2 separate regions of the Hordeum vulgare genome follow, and region 1 is linked to region 2. Evidence: chromatin contacts called from public Hi-C data. All regions are on one chromosome and are shown on one strand. Each heading gives the region's core, a stretch centred on a gene start, on an enhancer-like site or on the middle of the called end of the contact. The rest is flanking DNA. Distances are from core to core; before and after follow the strand shown. Region 1 holds the start of LOC123426669. Region 2 holds the start of LOC123426668 (40S ribosomal protein S14).

What was found. A called contact is a pair of places that touch in the nucleus more often than the background predicts.
Region 1: a contact with region 2 is called in a Hi-C map of seedling, with 6 times the contacts expected there. The contact joins the promoter of LOC123426669 here to the promoter of LOC123426668 in region 2. A contact is called at or near these places in 2 of 6 Hi-C or Micro-C datasets (leaf and seedling) and 1 of 1 datasets of contacts at active chromatin or transcription factors (embryo).

Annotation. Positions count from the first base shown.
Region 1 is chr2H:463,447,459-463,452,234 of MorexV3_pseudomolecules_assembly, forward strand. It overlaps LOC123426669, which reads left to right and starts at 2,844. Exons shown (of 1, transcript XM_045110536.1): 1 at 2,844-4,014. The coding sequence starts at 3,038. The coding sequence ends at 3,760.
Region 2 is chr2H:463,206,453-463,211,016 of MorexV3_pseudomolecules_assembly, forward strand. It overlaps LOC123426668 (40S ribosomal protein S14), which reads right to left and starts at 2,271. Exons shown (of 6, transcript XM_045110535.1): 1 at 2,073-2,271; 2 at 1,850-1,972; 3 at 1,711-1,756; 4 at 66-151. The coding sequence starts at 2,075.

The DNA.
Region 1 (4,776 bases), core at 1,594-4,093, 240 kb after region 2:
ATATGTATGTTTGTTTTAGAAATTCCATCTCACATACATGCTTATTTTAGTAGTTGCACAAATTTACCAACTCATATTTATTGTCCAGATATTGATACTTCATAGATTAAAGTGACATCGACTCTCTAGAAAAAGGTGCGAAAGACCTTGTGTTATGATCTTATCTATCAATCCCATATAAATCGTTTCACTGTCAAATTGACTAGGCATCGAGTTCTCATAGCTTTTCATGATCTCCATGTAACTGATCAATCTTTCTTACCATTCAAGGTGTATGTGCATTGGATATTTTCCATTCATGGACAACTTGAACAACTTATTAATGTTACCTTTCTTGATTTTTATTTTCAGGCTAAGGAAATGGTGTTCTTTCTTGTATTACATGGTTTTATAAGACACCATATTTGCAAGACAGAGTATTATCTTTTTTTCTCATTTCTCAGGAATTTCTAAGTGAATAACCCGTAAACTTACAAGATATTTGTTTCTACATATATATTAGTATCCCTTTCTTTTGTTTTACATATCTTGCTATACTCTATTATACTTGACTCAGTTCTGAAACTGCCAAATTTGTAAACATGAGTCATCTATTCACCTACTAAACACGGTTTGCACTCATTAGTACACATGTCTTGTGCTAAGAATGAAAAGGAGAACTTTATGTAACCTCGCTTTTACTTAATTTTTGTACACATGATGTCAATTCTTCGGATAATCAGTATAGTATTCTGCTCTCATGCCCTACTCTGCAAGGTCCTGCATTATTGTGTTCATTAGTTCACTTTGTTCAAATATTGACAACACTATTTTATTGAACATAGATAGATTTGTGCATATTAATATCTAAATGATCGTGGCTTGGTTTTAATTTATATTGGTCGAGACTGCTTTTCGTGTGCATAATCACTAAAAGAACTCTTTATAATCATTGCACTAGAAAGTCATCCATGCCAATGCGGTGATCTCAAGGTGTTGTTGCCAAAAAACATCATTTTTATTTATTTTTCTATTATAGATAGCTCATTTCCCTACGGAAAATTAGCATTGAAATATATTAAGAGATATTGTCTACCGTAGCAGGTTCATGTATCATTCGAGTCAAATAGATACATGGTTCATTGCAGTACTGATTGTTTCATAGTGGTTACATTTATTTATATTTTCTGTTGTATTAAATTGTTCGCTCATCATTGTGACATGATATGATATGTGAAGTTAGTGTGTTGATATGTTATGTAAGAGGCATGCTACTTGTTTACTACCCCTGGTCCCAAAATAAGTGACTCAACTTTGTATACATTTTAAAGTTAGTATAAAGTTGAGTCACTTTGTTTGGGACGGAGGGAGCATTTTTTAGCTTGTAATATCACCTCTTCTGTCACAAAGTACATACTCTGCTTTGTTTTTTTTGGGGCAAAAAATACATACTCTCCTTTGTACATAAAGGATTAGTGTATGTTTCATTGTGGACCGGGTAGAAGAAGATGGAGACGCAAACAGTTTTGACCAACAGATTGCTATTCAATTCAATCTTGCAATTGAGGTTTGATCCTCGAGAATCAGTCTTGCAGATCAATTGCAACGGTGTGATCAATAGATTGTTTCACAAAAAACAACTGAAAAGAGCCATGGGAGCAGAGAAGGCTGTTTATTTCTCTTCTTAGTTTTGCTATTTTTAGACAAGCTGCTTTTGCGGCACTTGTATGCACACAAAAAGTATTCCTCTCTAACATGTATGTATGCACAAAACAAGTGTCATGCATATTGGTATGATGGGAATTATGTCCATTTGCCTTCAGTTTTGTGTCTCTTTTCATACACGCTTCTCCATTATTCACTCTTTTTAAAAGTTGTTTTTCTTTCTCACACACATTTTCCTTGTTCTTCTTTATTTCTGGAAGTTGGAAATGTGCTCATGTGCTTGTTGTTTTTCGTTTTGGTAGATTTTCCGAAGTTCTTTTGATTAAGGCACAATACATAATTTTGATATATATACGACACTGGGATAAAGGCCTGGCTTCTTATATACTAGGCTGCTAATCTGAGTCTCAAGGTTATTGCATAGCTCTTACAACAAGGAAGCACCCCTTTCCCAAGTATAGGTTTGATATCCAATGACAAAAGTCAAATGTAAGAGGTTTTCAATCCATGATGTAGCAAATTATGCAAGCACATTTTTTTTAGATGAGTGCAATAAAAATAAATTGCTGGTAAATGAAAATAGTGAATTAATTGTAAAGAAAAGGTTAACAATTTTGTTTAGTTTTCATGAGGATTCTAAAGGTATATTTTAAAAGTGGTGAACGAGAATATGTGCATGGCATCGTGGCAACGCACGGGCAACGAACTAGTACCTATAAAAAGATTTTGTTTTAATTTAACACATTACTTTTAAGATGACTCACATCTAAATATGTTTAAAACTCTTTTCTTTTCTATCGAGTATCCACTAGTCTCATGCCTATACTCGGACATATCCCAGACAGGGCTGGGTTTCGGGCTGGGCCAAAAAAAGCCCGCTCTTAAAAGCCTAGACCCGAGCTCGACCCGGCTGTCACGCCTAGTAAATCAGGTGTGAACATGACTTGAGTCCAAAAAGCCTCACGCGACCCGACAAACCCAACCTGTCTACGGTTAAAATTTAGTTTTCGTCAAGCCTGAGTCCAGTCCAGTCCAAATATCGAGCTTGATTTCCAAGCCCGAGCCCGCCCGATGGGAGGATTAGGCCCGACCCAGCCCGGGATTTTCGGGCCGGATCACGTCAGGCCGTGCGGCCGGGCTGCACATACCAGGTATACTCGCGCGGTCGCGCCCCATACATAACCGAGCCAAGCAACAAAACCGGGCGGGGTGATCCTTCCGCTGGGTCGCAACCGCGCCCATAAAAAAAAGTGAAACCCACCAGACCTCCTTGCCTTCTCCGGTTCTCCTCCCTTCCCATCCCCATCACGTCGCCCGGCCGCCCACCGCTGGGACCCCAAGCCCACGGGGCCCTCAACCTGACCCCCTCGCCGGAGCGGCCGAGCGCGCGCCCATGGACGAGTACCGGCCGCGCCGGTCGCCGGCTACCGAGCGGTTCGTAGGGTTGTTCTCGTCGCCCTCCTCGTCGCCGACGGAGTCGTCGTTCGTCGCCGGGGATGAGTTTCACGAGGACGACTTCATGTTCTCATCTGCCCCAGTCGCCGCCTCGGACGCGCGGCCCGACGGGCCAGGGAGCCCGACCCGGGTTCCGCATAGCCACCTCGGTCTCCTCGCCGCGCTGCACGAGGGGGACAAAAGGCTCCTTCTTCGCCGCGCCGGGGGCGGCAGCGGGGTAGCGGCCTCCGCGGTCGCCGCCACCCCGGCCACGCTGCTCCGCCGCCAGGCCACCATCGCGGCTGCCACTTCGGCATCTGGTGGTTCGCTGTCACCCACCCAGTCCCCTGCCTCCGCCGCGTGGGCTATCCCGGCGAACCCGAGGCCCAAGACCCGCGGACCGGCCCCGCAGTATCACCAGTCAGCTCCAGTTAAGGTACCCGTCCGCCCGCCCCAGAAGCCGGCAATGGATAAGTGGGACGAACTGGACGACGATGACGAGCTCCGGCACGGGGATGCCGCCATGCTGCCCCCGCACGAGATGGTCGCGCGCGCGTCTGCTGGTGGCGCCGGGCCGGCCGCGCCCTTCTCGATGCTGGAGGGCGCCGGCCGCACGCTCAAGGGCCGAGACCTTCGACGGGTACGCGACGCTGTGCTCCGTCAAACCGGATGGCTCGACTGAATCCAACGAGGTGATGTGGCTCTGGCCTTTTGTTCAGCTTAGAGTCATAGATTGGTTACATTAGGATATAAATTCTAGTGGTGTTGTAGATCGGGAGGGAAGATGAGAAAGTAAGGTAACAGTTTGAGTTTTTTGTATTTTGTGTGTGTGTGTGTGTGCAACTGCTTGCAATTTTGGTCTCTGTGAATTGGAAGGATGTGTCTGATATTACTGCAAGTTTCAACAGTAATAAGAACTTTTCATGTATTGGTAAATCGGGAGTTTTCTGTAATTCAGGAGGAAGGGCATTTTTTGTCAACGCTGTTGGGTTTATCTCACAATTCTCAAATGTTTATTCTTGTTCACTCCTATCCAAATTTTATTTCAGTTTTGTTTCTCTATCAACTGATATCACACAATGGCATTTTGCTATGGTAATGTTAAATTTTCATGTGCGTTTCTTCTTTCTTGCCGTATGTGCATTCACTAATCGTAATTGATATGCTGTTCATCCATGTCTGCCTACTTCCTAGAGAATTTCGGAGTTCATTATGTGAACAATATGATCCCACGCAGAATCTGCTTAGGCTTTCGATTGCGTCTGATAATTATATGGGTTTCTGTGATGCCATCCGAACTGCAAGCAATGTATCAAGCTCATCAACCAATTATGCTTTGTTGGAAAGCATTGCCGCTATGTTGTTGGAAGAACTTTGGTTGGTGCCAGTGTTCTCCAGTCACAAACTCACAAGGTATTCTAGTGTATGGTCTTATTATGTGACTTTTCTTAGTACTTCTCTAGACTTGAATTTATATATCTTATGAAAGATTTACTAGTTTGGTTTGGTGGCACAATGACTGATTGCTACACTCACTCTTTTCAAAACTGAACTGATTGGTATGTTGAGGTGTAGTATTCTAGTGGCAAACATCTGGTCTTATCCAGCAAAAGAGATAAACAGCACCAGCTTCTTTGAACCATTCAATGATGTTCTCTCTTTCCGTGTCAATAGTTATGCTTCGCTGTGACATACACT
Region 2 (4,564 bases), core at 1,021-3,520:
ATCAGTGGATTCAACAAATTTGGGTACACCATATTTGATCATGCAACAAATCAATTTTTTAATACCTTGCATCTTACAGCAACATCCTGTGATGCAAGCATAGCTGCATAAGGGGATGATTCATCACGATCAGCTTTAACCTTCATCCCACCTGTAAAATGTAATTGTTCAGTACAAACACAAATTTACAAGATGCGATAAGAATCTAATAGATGTTAAGTATCAGAGAAGATCGTACAGTCAATTACTCATCAGTGTGTGTCATGGCAGATACAAGTTTTAGCTAGGAAGGTATAAATAGCCTAGAAAAAACATTCAAGTCATAGCGAACTCAGTTTCTACTGGTAAATGCAGAGAAGAAAATTGGCCCTGCAGAATGCATAATAAAACTGGCATGGGAGAACTCATCTGTACAGAGGTACAGATAAATTATAAAAACTGCACAGGCTCAATTACTGAATCTAATCATTTGGCCGCATAATAATGACTTCACTCCTTCAAACACCGACACAATACAACACATTGAATATTCTACTACTAATACATATTATATTCCAAAAGAAATCTCAATTGTTCTGAAGAAATTATACAGCCAAGATCTAAAATCTTCAAATGTAAATTGTACAAGTAATCACAAACAAAAGAATGTTCTTCCAACATTTAGATGGCTCCATTTTAATTGACAAAGAGTTGCAAGGGTGTAGAACTCTGCAGAAGCAAGACAGAGAACTGCTGCTTCATACCGACCATACATCACAAGAAACTTAATGGCAAGATGAAGACACCTGTAAACAAAATTGGAAGTTGAGTTCTACAGAAAAACTCTCAAGAGCCTCATATGAATCTTGCACAGCAATGACTCGACACGCTCCCACAGAACAAAAGGGAGGCGATCTTAAGGGCGGTGCTTACAAAAGGTTGATAGGATTAAGAATGAAACACAATAGCAAAGACAGCATGACCAGAAGAGCTTCAAGTTGGTTCATAACAAGTGAGCAGGACAAACAGAACTCAACAATCTCACTCACATAAGAACCTATAATTTTCACAGAAATAGAAGACCACAGCCAGATCACAAACTGAAGAGCCAACAGTTCTTGGATAAGGATATGTCGCTCAAATACTCTATTGTGTTTCTGCACGAACCAATTCCATTAAATAAGAATATGTTCGTTCAGTGAAATTTTTTTACATCAGAACCCACCAACATGGGTGACAAAATGAATTTGGCTCAGCGAAACAGTCATATCAAGCATGTTCACTTCCAGAATTTAGGCAGCTCCATCTAATGTCACAGAGAGTTGCAAGAGTGAAGAACACAGCATGAGCAGTGCATAAAGCAGCTGCTGCCTGCTGGCTACATGCACTACAAGAAACCCAATGAAATGATGGAAACAGCTAGAACTAAAACAGGAAGAGAAGAGGTTCCAGAGAAGAACTCTCCGGATCCTCGTTTTCAATCTTGCATGGCTATGACTCGACACGCTCCCACAGATGAAAAGGGAGGGGATCTTAAGGGCCGTGCTTACAAAGCAAACTAAAAACATCTAGGGTCATAACAAATCACGAAGCTTGACTATATACTATTCCAAAGGAACATGTATCTACCAGCACGAGACGATGTTCATTAGAAAGAAACATAACATCTATACATCAGACACCACGGCGTGCTCGTAATAAAGGTTAGTATAAGAAGAGATGTAATATTACCGGTGATGCGGACGAGCGTCTCCCTCCCGGACAGATCCGTGACATGCTGCGACAGCGAAGCCAGACGTGGCAATGAGTTTCAGGTCCGCGGTGCAAACAGAAGAGCAGCAAGAAAGGCGGCGTGCCCTCGGGATCTTACGATGAAAGTGTCGTTGAAGGAGGCGAAGATGTGCGCGACGCCGAAGACGTGCTCCCCCTCGCGGACGGCGGGGCCGAGCGTCACGTTCTCCTCCTTGGGCTCGCGGGTCTTCTTCCTCCCTGACTGCAGGAACAGACACGGCACCGGACGATGCCCAGATGGATAAGCAGGGGAACCAAGTCGACGACGAGTTGACAGGAAGGAACGAGCGACGAGGTGTTACCATGGCGGCGGCGGCGGCGGCGGCGAGGAGGAGGAGGAGGCTAGGGTTTGAAGTGAACGAGAGCTGCGGGGAGGAAGCGGAGGAGTGGGCAAAGATAAAGCCTCCCGCGAGTGGGCCGCGCCCGGGTTTGGATGACTGGGTCGCCTGGTTATACGGGCTGTATTTTGCGCCGAGCTCTCGGACTGGTGGGCTTGCACGACGCAATACCAGACGATTTTGCATACTCCCTCCGTTTCTAAATATAAGACTTTTAAACGATTTCACTAAGGGTCTACATACGGAGCAAAATGATTGAATCTATACTCTAAAATATGTCTATATACATCCATATGTAGTTCACTAGTGAAATCTCTACAAAGACTTATATTTAGGAACGGAAGGAGTAACAACAACAAAAACTGACGATTTGCCTCAATAAAAGAAGAAGAAAAAACGATATACCAAACCCTAGAGCCTCCTCCTTCAGACCTACTAGATCACTCGTGAGACAAGTTCGCACATTCAACGGTTCGGGGTCGTCATCTTTGGTTGATCGAGCCCCATAATCCCTTTTGTTTTTTTTGAACCGCACAGAGTCCCCACCTGAATATATTATTCAAAAAGGCCCGAAGGCAGGTTACATCATACTCCCTTCGTTTCAAAATATAAGACCTTTTAGAGATTTCACTAGGAGACTACATACGGAGCAAAATGAATGAATGTACACTCTAAAATATGTCTATATACATCCGTATGTAGTTTATAGTGCAATCTCTAAAAGGTCTTATATTTAAGAACGGAGGGAGTAGATTACAACGAGAGGTGAGGTATAGCCGCCAAGACATGGCAGCCTCCCTACTAACCGAGTCCTTAAATCTAAGGACCCAAAGCGTAAAGTCCGAAACAATGTTCCGAAGAGTAATTTGTGGTGTGTGTAGCTCGTTACGAAAGACTAGAGCGTTCCTAGAGTCCCACAACTTCCAAAGAATGACGAGAGCAACGGTAGGCCAGATGTTGATGTCGAGGCCGACCGGTGTCGTAGTCTCCCAAATGCGATGTATGGAGTGAGGTGGTTGTAACCCTAGGAGTGCCCATACCTGAAGCGCGTATGGGCAGAGGATGGAGATGTGCAATGCGTCCTCATGAGAGGTAGTGCACCGTGGACAGTCCGGGTGAGAGGTAATGGTCTTATGATGTAGGTTTGCCATCGTGCTCAACCTGTCATGGCAGAGAAGCCAGCCGAAAATTCTGACCTTTATAGGTGCCTTAAAGCTCCAGATGTACCCAGCGTTGAGATCTATCTCATGGTCGGAGGAGAGCAAAGAGTAGGCTTTCCTGGAGGAGAACGAGGAGCCGTGGGTGAGGAACCTGTCGTCGGGCGCGTTGTTCGTGGCAACATCCTGCAACAAAGACAAAACAGACGCTAGTTCGACAGAAGCAATATTTCTTAGGCGATTCCGCAGAGTAGCGAGTAAACCGTTATGCATGACTTGTGATACCAGGACATAGGGTGATGTGGAGTGGGAGAAGAGGTGTGGGTATGTGTCTGCGAGTGGAGTTTGAGTAAGCCAGGTGTCAAGCCAAAAGAAGGTGGAGGTGTCGTTGTTGGTAAGGACAAAGGAGATTTTTCGTAGGGCTGGCAGTTGTTTGATTACTATTTTCCAAAGGTAGGAGGGTGTGTGTGCTTTGCTTTGGAAGTCGAGAGAATAATGTTGGAAGAACCAGTTGATCCAAGGTAAGTCTTGTTTTTGGAGTAGCTTGAAGGCAAATTTCATGAGAAGGCAATTGTTCTGGAGTATCAAACTTTTTATGCCTAGGCCGCCTGCATTTTTTGGGGTGCAAACATTTTTCCAAGCTATGAGGCACCTCGCTCCGGAGCAATTTTCGTCTGCGGCCCAACAGAAGGACCGTCGGATAGCGTCAAGCCTTTTGATGATTTTTTTTTGGTAGCCTAAAAATGGATATGAAATGGGTAGCAAGAGCGTCGAGAGTAGATGAGATTAGTGTTAGCCTGGCGCCACGAGAGAGTAATTTAGCCGCCCAACCTGATAAGTACTTCAGGAATCGCTGGATGATTGGTTCAAAGGCAGAGGATGGTAGGCGCATGTGTGAGAGAGGTAGGCCCAGGTAAATTTGGGGAAAGGTTGAGACGTCGCAGCCGAAGGTGGAGGCGATGTTTTGGGTAGTGATGACATCCATGTGGAGCGGGACTAGTGTAGTCTTGTGAAAGTTGTTAGTAAGACCGGTAGCTAGGGCGAACTTGTCTAGAATATCTTTGAGGGTGGTCGCGGCTTGGGGAGAGGCGTGAGCTATGATTAGAGTTTCGTCGGCATACTGCAGCACAGTAGGCGGACGGTCCGTGTATATTGGGTGGCATAGCTGGCCCGGAGAGAAAGTCGTAAGATCAGGCGTTGAAGAAGGTCTGCGATGATTAGGAACAGGTAGGGGGACATGGGGTCACCTTGTCGGAGACCGTTTTGACAGTTAATCCATGGTCCAGGATTCCCATTAAG